Linked DNA regions of Mus musculus: region 1 is linked to region 2. Evidence: chromatin contacts called from public HiChIP or PLAC-seq data. All regions are on one chromosome and are shown on one strand. The core of a region is the stretch at or near the end of the contact, and the rest is flanking DNA. Distances in the headings are between cores, read along the strand shown. Region 1 overlaps Syt6 (synaptotagmin VI). Region 2 has its middle 43 kb from the start of Gm25869.

Region 1 (5,588 bases), core at 77-2,576, 250 kb before region 2:
AAGCTATGCAACTGGGGGAAGTTGTTCTGGAGCAAAACTGAGGTCGAGCTGGGTCCAAACCCCAAAAAATCTCATCCTGGGACTGGCAGGAGTAGAACTGTTTCCTCCCTGCTCTGGGCCCGAACATCCCAGCACACATAGCCTTGTGACCCCCACCTTTGCCACCCTTGAGATAGCCACATAGCCTGGTGGCTAGGTTTCAGGCTATACTTTCTCTCATGCTAAGAACACGTCCAGCTAGCACCTGGAATGGTCTCTTCATGCAAATGAGGCATTCCCAGCACCTTGGCACCCGCCAATAATGCACACTTGCCTCCCCAAATCCCTACCCACTCCCATAGTTTATATAGCCCTTCTTCACCCTCAATAAAGACAGCTGTTTCACTCAAAATGGTCTCTTTCAGCAACTGTTTTCTCTCACACTCAGGATGGCTGAGACCCTGTCTAACCCATCCATCTGGCTAAGCTTCACTCCTTCCAATCCAGCCTGGTGCTCAATGGTGCCTGGATATCCTAAGGGGAAAAGCAGACTCGGGCCAGCAGCCATCCTTATCTGGGAGGCCTCGCCTCTCTGGTGTATCCTCAGCATTGCTCCTACTGTATTATAGAGAAATATCCTCACGAGTTGGGTCCCTGTCAGCATTACCCAAAGCAATCCACAGATACATTGCAATCCCTATCTGATATATCCTATCAGAATATAAGTGAAGTTTTCTTAAAGAAATGGAAAAACCCATTCAATACATATATGCAAGTATGTATTTGCGGAACTGAGACTCAACCCCAGAGCCTCATGTATGCCGGACAGGTGCTCTACCATACAGCTATAACCCCAGGTCTCAAAACAGTTTTAAAACAGAATGAAATCTGAGAAATAGTACTTTCTGATTTGAAAACATATTACAAAGTGATAGCCTGGTACCAGCATAAGGAGATATGAGGGTTACTGAAATAGATTAGAGGACTCTGAAATAAACAGCTGCAAATGTGGTCAAAGGTTTTCAACCAAGACAATTCAATGTAAGAGGGTCAGTCTTCAACAAACAATGTTAGGGAAAGTGAGGATTCACACAGAGTGGATGCCTGCCTTATAAGCATACACACAACTTAAAATGGGTCAAGACCTACATGTAAAAAAATGCTTAGAGGAAAAGTGGCAGGAGCATAGGATTTGACTATGATTTCTTAGATGTTGAAGGCACAAGCAACAGAAGAGCCCGGAAGTCAAATCGAACTTCATCAAAGTTGAAGGATGTGGTCGGTGGCATGAAATAGCAGGGCCTTGAGAGATGATTCAGCGTTGAACGTTTAACAGCACTTGATGCAAAATCGTCATGACCATGGATGCTCAGATCCCAACAGAACAAGTCAGCTGTCCCACCTGAAGTGCCTATGGCTCAGCTCTGAGGGATCTTCTGCTCTCTTCTGGCCTCTGGGTGCCAGCAGGTGCAAGCACCACCCACCACCCACACAAAAGCAACACCCAGAATGGAAGGTGATCTTGCAAATCATATACCTGACAGACTATTAGTTGGGAATCTCTTCAGCTCAACAACAAACAAGCCAATGCAAAATGGGCTAAGAATTTGAATAGATATTTTTCCAAAGACTCTAAATGGCCAATTAGCACACTGATGCTCAGTACACTAATTACTAGAAAATGCCAATCAAAACCATAATAAGGCTGTGGCTCAGTTGGTAGAGTGCTAACCGAGCCCTCACACACAAAGCCCTCAGTTGGATTGCCAGCACCATAGAAAACAAGGCATTGTGGTGAATGCCTTTAGCACCCACAGTAAAGGCAAGAGAAGTGTGAGGTCATCTTTGACTACATAGCAAGTTCTAGACCAACTTGGGTTACATGGGACACTGCCTCAACTAGTTAGTTAGTTAGTTAGTTAGTTATTACCATAATAAGATACTACTTTACACCTAACAGCACAACCACCATAAACAACAACAGAACAACCCTGGCCAAGTTGAGGACAAATAAGACATCTTATGTACCCTGAATGAGGATGTTAAATGGAGCTGTTGCTATGGAGATAAGGATGGTGGTTCAAAAAAATAGACATAGGTTTTTATAATACTGCAATTAATTCTACTTTTAGGCATATATAAATAAGAATTGAAAGTAGGAAATGAAATACTTTTGTGTTGAGAGAAGTGTTATTCACAATAGCCTTGAGGCAGAAGAAACCACATTCCCGCTGACAGATAAATGCCTAAGCAAAATGTCATATCTACACATAATGAAATATTAGCCTTAAAAAGGAAGCAAGTTCTAACACATACTGTAACATAATGAATCTTGAAGACATGCTAAGTGAAATAAGCCAGCAGTAAAATGGCAAACTCTAGGAGTCCACTTATGTGAAGGGGACCCAGGCTTGTCAAGTTTATAAAGACAGAAATAAGAGCGGTGCTTGCTAGACACTGGGGATGGTGAGTGGAAGGGACTAGACCTTGGTTTTGCAAGATTAAATAAGTTCTGTGGATAGGCAGTAGTGAGAACAGTTATAGTCCAGTGTGCACAGTGCAGCTAGACTCTACCTGAAAACTATCAAAGTGGCAGGGTAGGTTTTTGTTATGCATATTTTTACCAGTTTTGAAAAAGCAAGGGTAGACAGAGGGGGGAAGAAATAAAGGACATACAAGCATGAATGAAATGGACTTCTGTGAACAGGGTTGTGTGAGCACCTCAACCAAGCTTGCTGTGAAGAGCCATCTTGCTGGGCCCTTGATTGATCTGTTTTTGTTCACCAGCATAGCCATTGATCTGTGCCTCCTGGCTACCTCCTCCTCACTGGTCACATTGTTTTTCTTTTCCCTTGATCTCTGCATGCTGATGGTTCCTGAAGGAGCTCTCCTTGAGGCCCTCCTTGCCTGCTGGTACCCACTTAGCAAGGCAGCCTTCGGTCTTCGCATCTGATTCTGGGTATGCAAGTTTCCAGTAATTAACATCTCATTCCTGACCTCTCTGCCAGGCTGCATATCTGGAACTGCAGCTGTCTGCTAGACTCCACTCCAGCATCTCCGATTGTTTGGCTCAACTGGACTCTCTTTTTCCTCGTTCTGCTGTTCCTGGCTAGAGTGGAAGACACAGATCACTTGAATCTCAGGTGTATAGGACACACACTAAGAATCCCTTTCCCTTTCCCTTCCAGCTCAGATCAACTGTCAGCCCTGTTTGTCATCCCTTCTGTGACCACATATTGCACAGGCATCCTGGTTTCTCCATCTACTGTTTGTACACGACTCCTTTATTTTCTGTGAATCAACATTCACTAGCTACACCCTCCACACCTTCCCTAAGGCTGCTCAGTAAATGTTTCCATCTTCTTCCCCAGAACTCTTGAAACCTCGTGCATTTTGGGAGGTCATACAGGTAATACTAGCAATGAGTTGTGAGGGAAAGTGACATGTGTCACTTTGCTAGAGCACATAAGCCAATATAATATCTGTGTTCTTTTCCCTAGGACATGGTAACTAGAGACGTTTGTGATGTTGGCTGCTTTGTCATCTGATGCCTCTGGAGAAATATATGGAGCAGGGCTCCCCTTGCTGATGTGATGGGTGTGAGCCAAGAGGGAGAGAAATACCTTCACCACTTTCAGCTTCTAAGAGCTGAAGGTTGTTAGCACAGCGAACCTGACCTATACTGATGAATCTTGACCCTGTTGGTTTGTAAAGCTCAAGTTAGACCCAGTGTCCCAGTGGATTCTGCTTGCTTGACCTGATGGGAAGATTCTAGAAGGCACAGCGGCCTGCTTAGGCACCAGAGCACTTCTCTCAGCAGTTTGGCTCCCTGTAGAGTGCCAGTAATTGAGATGCAGTTGTGCAGAGATGGATATACCTTCTACCTGCCTCTCCACAGGCCACCTTCTAAATTAATTAGAAGCTGGAGGTGAGCAGAGAGGACGTTCCGTTAAGCCAGAGTGTTCTTTTTAAACTCTCAAGTCTAAGACTCTATTTTCCCAAGGCTTTGCCAAGTTGTGCCTCTCTGAGAGTTAGCAGTCTGACTCTTCTGGTGGGTGAAAGCACTGTGCCTTCTAGCCAGGAGCGTGACCCATTTCCTCACAGAGGCTTCAGCCTCTGGAAGGGCTCCTGTGGTGCTGAGTGGCAGAGGGACAAGCCAGGCCCCCTGTCCTGAGCTGCAGCCTGACAGAAGGTAGGCAGGACCCAGCCTGGTGCGGTGTCCAGGTGTCCCTGGAGCAGAGGGACACCCAATAGCCCTCCTGCCTATCTCTGACTAGGGAAGTGGTTATCTATGTGAAGCAAAGTGTGTGTGTGCTGCCCGCTGAATTCCAGCAACAGAAAACTACAAGAGACATGGGCAAGAGACAGAGATTTAATTGAATAGAAACTCCAGGCTGTGACAGGGGTGGGAAGACACAAAGCAGTAATTAACAACATAATTTTTTAAAATGATGATACAATTAATTAACATCCTGGGTAAGTGCAAGGGGGGGGGGGAAGCATCTCTCAGCCAAGAAACACTTCTAAATAAAGGAGAGGAGAACTTGGTGGCTTTAGCAAACCTCTGTGTGCAAATGGCCCTGGTTTTCATAACTTCAGCAAAGCTTGCCACCCATAAGGGTTTCCTGTACCAGGGGAAGCCAACAGAAGAGTCAATTTTGAATTTCAGTTTCTTCTGCATTTATTGTCATTATGTCTCCTCTGTGAGGGAAGAGTCCTGGTTAATAAATGGTGAAGCCTATTTATACCATTCATGCTTCAGAGTGAAGAGGACTGGTCTGGCCACCTTTGGTGGGGACTTGGGGGAGGGAACCCAGGAGCTAGGAGCCTTTCTGGAGTGGGTTTCCATGCCTAATGTCCACCGAGGCTGGTGGTGCTAAAGCAGTTGACTTGGGTGGTGAGAGGGGTGTGGCCAGAACCAGGTGCTGTTTTCAGAAACATTTCCAGAAAATGTTCACTTATGGAAAAGAGTAGCTGGGATATAGAAGCTGTCTCAGACAGGCAGCTGCTATCCCATAATTTAGGCAGACCACACCCTTCTATCTGAAATCTTAGAATGGAACATCCCACCTGCCTAAGGGTTTCGGGGTGGCAGCTGGGCATGCTTTTGGAGCCCACTTCTGGGAAGATGACATACTCACTAATGTCTGGACTCCTTCTGACCCAGAAAACTCAATTGGTCCTTTCCTAGTTACACTGCTATGTGCTGTGACAGTCACCTTAGTGGGGCCCATCTAGAGTCAAGAAACACAATGAAGTTACTTGCTTGCTGAGACTCTTGTCACGACCTTGTGATTTTTCTCTCTCTCAAGTGAACGTCCAAACAGGGCACTGCCTGGTTATAAAGACTTATCAATTGTAAGATATTTGAAGAGAAAAATCATCTTTACCCACCAGTCGCTAGCACAAGGCTCATACTCAGTGGAATCTAAATTAATCTACATTTACTAGAAAAGTGGATCGCTTCTCTTGCCACAATATCCTGTTGGCTCATGTCCAATCCAGTCATTCTTCTGACTAGCAGACACTTATGTAAGTTAGGGCAGCAGAGAAACTTGGTGGCTTGACTTAAAATGGTGGTGACTTTATTAAGTAGCTACTCCTATAGC
Region 2 (6,132 bases), core at 2,921-5,420:
ACTCAGATCTGCCTAGCTCTGCCTCCCAAATGCTGAAATTAAAGACAGGTACAACTATCACCCAGCTAAAATTGTAATGTCCTAAGTGTCATTGGTTGCTGTTTGTTTGTTTTGTTTTGTTTTGTTTTGTTATGGGGGGGGGGGGTTGGTTGGTTTTGGGTTTGGGTTGGGTTTGGATTGGCGGGGCAGGCGGGGGGGGGGGTTGGTTTTTGGTTTTTCTAGACAGGGTTTCCCTCTGTAGCCCTGGCTGTCCTGGAACTCACTCTGTAATCCAGGATGTCCCCAAACTCAGAGATTGCCTGCCTCTGCCTCCTGAGTGTGCCACCACTCCCAGCTCCTGTTCGTTTTCGAAGCCTGGCTGGCTAGGTCTGTAGACGCCATGTACTGTCCAAGGCTTCCCTAAGACAGCTCCTTCCCTAATTAAGTCATCCACGGCTGGTCTCTGATGTGTGTACTCAAGGACCCAAATAGTAAAGAATCAACAAGGGCTACAGGGAATTGGAGGGCTGGCTGGAAGATTGGATTTTAGAGAACAAGGCAGTAAAATCCAGCTAAGATTCAAGGAATCTGGCAGCTGCTGGCCCTGGGTGGTAAATTGCTAAAATTAAATTATCACTTAGAGTCACCTGGAATAAAAAAACCTCATTCAGGCAAAACGTTGAAGGCCATATTGCTACTCACACAGAGCAAAATGAAAAGCAGGAGTCACAGGAGCTGTTGTGAGTGTGACTTCTCCTACGAAGACTGGATAGATGAAAAAACGAGAAGTTTAAGCCTCTCTTTTCCCACCCGGAGATTTTCCAATAATGAGCAAAACCAACCTCTTCAAGCACAGCCAGGCTTCAACACCTGTTGAATTGATACCCACCCCGCCTTCCAGCTGCGGTGATAGTGGGTCACGTGGTTCAGGGAAGACTGTGACTCCAGAGTCTACTGTAAGGACACTTAACAAGATCTGAAGGACTCAAACTTCCTGAACGTTGAAACACCTGTGTCCTCTGCGTTCGCTTCTGACTAAAGTTCTGTCACTTCCTGCGCATGCGTCCTTGTGGGAGCACTCAGTCTCTTCTCGGTCACTCCCTGCGCATGCGTCCTTGTGAAAGAGCGCAGTCTCTGCTCTGTCACTCACTGCTTTACAGGTTTCTAAAGACAGTCAGACACCAATGTGGCCGGGAAGCAGAACTCTGAGCTTGTTATTACAAGAAAAGTTAAAGGCCCATCAAAAGACTGTCTGAGCCAGGCTTGTGCCTGCAATGCCAGCCCTCAGGAAGCTGAGTGAGACAGAGTCTTAAGTGAGGTCAACCTAGAATATTAGGTGACTCTCAACCATCTAGAACTCCAGTTCTAGCAGCTGATGCCCTCTTCTGGCCTCCGAAGTCACTGCATGTATACACACGGTACATAGGCACACATGCAGGCAACGCCCACATACATAAAATAAACTAAAAGCTAAAGAAAGATGGTTCTGGAAGAAAGCCAGCCAGACTGCAAAGATGGTGGGAGAGAAGCTCTTCTGAGGACAGTATTTTCTCTGCCTAGACCAGAGTGTGTGGTGTGGTGTGTGTGTGTGTGTGTGTGTGTGTGTGTGTGTGTGTGTGTGTGTGTGTAAGGCACATGCCATAGAAGGGAGTGGGGAGCCTCCAGCCTTAGATAAGTACATCTAATCGCTTAGCTGTTATGTATGTTATGTTAGCTATGTTATGTTATGTAGGAGGACTGTCTGAGAGCAGGGAGTTGTCCTATGTCTATAGACTGACTCAAACCTCTTCAAAGTCTCTGTGCAAAACAACAGCCACCACCATCGCCACCACCCCACCCTGGCCAAAATGAGCTAAGGTGCTGACTTCTGCCCACCACTCCCTCCCCACCACCTACCCCTCAAGATAAGCACCATTAAATTGTGGGTGGGTAGGAGGAGGAGCAGATCATGATGCACAAAGGTCTTTAAGCCAGGGCCAGAGTCCTCAGGCTTAGAAATCTATGTTCAGACTCAATGGGTGGCAGCTGGGACCAAGCAGAACCAAAAAGACCTAAGTCTAAGACAATACTAGCCTGGCCTGACAAATCTTGGGACTATGAACCAGGCAGTCTCTTTGCCTAAAATGGAGTTGAGACAGCCTCTGTGGGGTAGGTCAACTGGTAAACATCTTAGATGTGGTAGGTGTCAGCCCCTGAACCTTCTTCCTGTGTATGAAGAATTTGCCACAGGATGGAGGGCAAGAGGAAGAGCCCCTCCTTCCGCCAAGGCCCGTTCTCCCCCCGACTCTGTACCCATAGCATTTCAGGATGTGACACAGAGACATAGGGACAGCTCAGGTTCCACCCAGCCACTCTAGTGTGGCCCAAGATGGGAGGCAGTGTGTTCATTGAGGGACCAGCAGGTCCTGACCAGCTGGCCCTTGTGGTATGTCCCTGGAGAAGTGTCTAACCATTGTGCTTCCCCCACACTCCTGTGCATTCTCCTAGCCTGGTCTCCAGCTTGCCTGCCAATTCTGGACAGACCTAATATCATTCCATTAAATTCTTTTTGCTGCCTTGGTCACCCAGCCTGCTGCTGCCGCTGCTTAGATAAGAAGCGCCACTGGGGCAGTCAGCACAGATGCGGTTTGAAGTTGTGCCTGTGTGGATATGAAGTAAGCTGCAGAGAGAACCCCTGGGAAGGAGGAGACTGGGGTGGGGGAATCTATAAAGGGGAGTAGTGGGAGCTGGGGGTGTGCCTTGGTGGGGGCAGGGGGAGGAACAGCCAATGGAAGACACAGGAAGTGAAGAGACTTGAATACCAAGAAACGCAGTTCAAAGCTCACTATCTGAAACTGGAGTTATTCTGTTTGTGAATAAGGCACAAAGTAGGTCAGTGCCTTTCACACATGCCCTGAGCGCTGTAAGGAGAAAGAGTGACAGGGAGTGGAGATCACAGACGTGGGAAATGTCTTTGAGTCAACTTCATTTCTTCTCATTCTTCTATTGTTTTCTATTTTCATATGTGTGTGGAGCGCATATGTATATATGCATGTTTTGCCTGTATGTGTGTAAATTTGCATGTGTGGGTGCATGTGTGGAGGTTTGTGTAGAGATTCGAGGTTGATGGCAGGAGCCAGCCTCCATTGCTGTCCTACAAGGCAGGGTATCTCAATCAAACCCAGAGCGCTCCCAGACAGCTAATTCTTGCTAGTCAGCTAGCTTTGGGGGATCCCTTGTGCCCACCTTCCATGGCTGGAATCACAGAAGAGCCACCATGCCGGCCCAGCTTTTATGTGGGTTTGGGGGAATCTGAACGCTGGTCCTCACATTTTTTGTGACTAACATGTGAACCTCCGAGCCATTTCCTCGGCCCTCAACTTCATTGCTTGATCTATTTTCTGAGCAGTTGAAATCTTCCAAGGTTTCCCACTAGCCATCATCATATTCTTGAAATTCTTTTCATTAACAATTATCCCATTTAGATTATACATCGTAAAGATGGCTGACTGTGAGCCAGGTCCTTCTATCCCAGCAACTACAGAACCGCAGCGGGAACTTTCCTTTTGTTATCTTTTTTTATTTTTATTTTTCTAATCCAATTGTCTGTTGGTGATGTAAATGTATTCTTCAGTTAATTTTTAGTCTGACAGATTTTATCAAGTGTGATCTCCTCATTGTCAGTTTCATTTAATGATCTTTAAAATAATTTAGGTACAGCCTGAGGTTTTTTTTTTTTTATTTGTTTCCCCAGTAAGCAGCCTTGTTATGTCGAGAGGAGCAAAGACAAGACTGACATGGGGAAAAGGGACCTTGAATCAGAGAAGATTCCTAGGTTCTGTTGTTCAAAAAGAACACCCCTGTCTGAAACAAACACCCACTGTGTGGGGAGCCAGTGAAAACATCTTAAAAAAAAAAAAAAAAAAAAAAACAAAACAAAAAAAAAACTACTGTGTGGAAAGCCAGTGTAGCTTAAAAATGCTAAGACTCTCCTCCAGCGCCACAGCCAATCCTGTCTGAAAACACCCCTGACTCTGCACACAGTCCTTGCAAGGGAGTCCTCAATGCCTGTGTCTCCCTGTGCATCACCCCATTCCTAGGGCCACTAGGACATCAGACTGTGGCAGGGAGGGCAAGCACAGCCCCTGACTCCGGCTGACCTTCTATCTCCTTTTTCCAAATTCTTGGTCAAGGTATTCGTAGATTTTAAAATGTGAAAAAGCAAAGGGGTTAGGTTGTTTGGCAAATGTTTTTTATATTCTTAGAACAGCGACCGAAAACAAAGCAAAACAAAACTTTGTCCAGCAAGTCCCATCTGTGCCATAAGACTTCCCTGCCCCAGCTTAAACACATGACAGGCAGAAAGAAGCCTAAGTGCCCGCTCTAAAAGCTGTCCAAAACACTTCAAACCTTCCTGCTCACCAGCCCGTGAAATCTGCAACTCCCTTCCCTAGCGGCCACCCAGCCTTCGCATCTTTGCAAAGCACTGGCGTTCCGCTCAGTATTGTCCACCAGAGGGCGCCCGTGCTCCTCTGAGAGGACCGCAGACGCGTCTGCCCTCTTGTGTTAATATTACATTCTACTGGCCTCCTATCGCACGGGCTTCAGTTACGCTGCTCCTCCAGGAAGCTCCCAGATGGCTTTGCTTGACTTCTTCCTGGACCACATCTGAGGGTTGGGAGCACAGTAAGTGGATCCACTGCAGTTATCAGATTAAGAACAACAACAAAGGCATTTTTGGCCAAGCGTGGTGGGCCACTGGGATATCTCAGCACTTGAGATAGGGCAGGAGGATCATGAATTCAAGGCCAGCCAGGGCTACATCCTCTGTCTCAGCAAAACCAGGCTGGGGTCTGGAGAGGTTAGGTTAGTGCACTAGCTGCTCTTTCAGAGGACCCTGGTTCAGTTCCCAGCACCCACTGGCATCTCACAAATGTCTGTAACTCCAGGTCCCAGGGATCTGATGTCCTCTTCTGGTCTCCAAAGGCGCTGCACACACAAACGGGCAAAACACTGATTCACATAAAATAAACAAAAACAAGCAAACAAGATCTTTGAACTAAAGACGTAGAAAAAACATCTAGTACGATGGCTCACCGTGTAGTGATGTCGGCCAGAGTGTGTTGGGAGCCGCCCCCACATTCGCCGTCACAAGATGGCGCTGACAGCTGTGTTCTAAGTGGTAAACAAATAATCTGCGCATGTGCCAAGGGTATTTTACCACTACATGTACTCTGCCTTTCCCGTGACGTCAACTCGGCCATGGGCTGCAGCCAATCAGGGAGTGATGCGTCCTAGGCGAAGGATAATTCTCCTTAAAAGGGAAGGGGTTTCCGCCATTCTCTCTCTTGCTCTGCGCTCTGGCGCTCTGGCGCGCTGGCGCTCTGGCTCCTAAAGATGTAAGCGGGGGGCCTTTCGTTTTTGGGGCTTGGGGCTTGCGCTCCTGGCTCCTGAAGATGTAAGCAATAAAGTTTTGCCGCAGAAGATTCTGGTTTGTTGTGTTCTTCCTGGCCGGTCGTGAGAACGCGTTTAAGAAGAGTGTCCAGAGTGTCTCTGAATCCCAAAGTGTGAAGAAAGAACTGATGTCCCAAAGTTGTTCTCTGACCTCCACACATGTGCAGAAACATGTGTGCCCCCGACTAGTGGTGATGATGATGGTGACGGTAATGATAATGATGGTAGTGGTGGCGGCTCAGTGGTTAAGAGCACTGGTTGTTCTTCCAGAGGACCTGGGTTCAACTCCCAGCACCTATGTGACAGCTCATAGCCATCTGTAACTGCAGCTCCGGGAGATAAGATACCCTCACACGGCCATACATACAGGCAAAACAACAATGCCCATAAAGTAGAAGTAAAAAATGAATTATTAAAAAATAATTATTATTCAACATAGAAACTCTGAGGTTTCAGGGAGCCTAACAATTGTTACACAAAGGCGACCTCGTCCAAGAGAACACAGATTGGAACGTTACTTCACATGTGAATGTGGGTTTGAAACTTAGATCAGACGGTTTTCCAAGACATCTTTACTTACTGAGTTTAGGTGTCGGGTGTGACCACTCACCTGTGAAGCGTTTGTATATAACCTCCTGTTTGTATGTCACAATTGTTTGCTCTCTCAGGTTCTCCCTTCTTTGCCCCCCAGGACTGCTCCTTCTGTGCCATTTCTGAGAC

The links. HiChIP or PLAC-seq counts read pairs in DNA pulled down with a chosen protein or histone mark.
Region 1: an H3K27ac HiChIP or PLAC-seq map of double positive thymocytes shows a contact between it and region 2, with 2.1 times the contacts expected there. The contact joins two enhancer-like sites. A contact is called at or near these places in 1 of 39 promoter capture datasets (the 3T3-L1 cell line), 1 of 15 datasets of contacts at CTCF or cohesin (the NIH/3T3 cell line), 3 of 115 datasets of contacts at active chromatin or transcription factors (double positive thymocytes, embryonic stem cells and memory CD8 T cells) and 1 of 9 other capture datasets (adipose tissue).

The regions. Positions count from the first base shown.
Region 1 is chr3:103,633,924-103,639,511 of GRCm38.p6, reverse strand. It overlaps Syt6 (synaptotagmin VI), which reads right to left. Exons shown (of 8, transcript NM_018800.5): 8 at 4,333-5,588. Among named protein-coding and RNA genes, the nearest start is that of Syt6, 61 kb to the right of the region's middle. Within about 2 kb of position 1,326, at least 20 of the 459 cell types and tissues checked have an H3K27ac peak or open chromatin away from gene starts, as enhancers often do. A contact at or near this core is called in double positive thymocytes, where this site is marked.
Region 2 is chr3:103,381,714-103,387,845 of GRCm38.p6, reverse strand. No RefSeq gene overlaps it. Among named protein-coding and RNA genes, the nearest start is that of Gm25869, 43 kb to the left of the region's middle. Within about 2 kb of position 4,170, at least 55 of the 459 cell types and tissues checked have an H3K27ac peak or open chromatin away from gene starts, as enhancers often do. A contact at or near this core is called in double positive thymocytes, where this site is marked.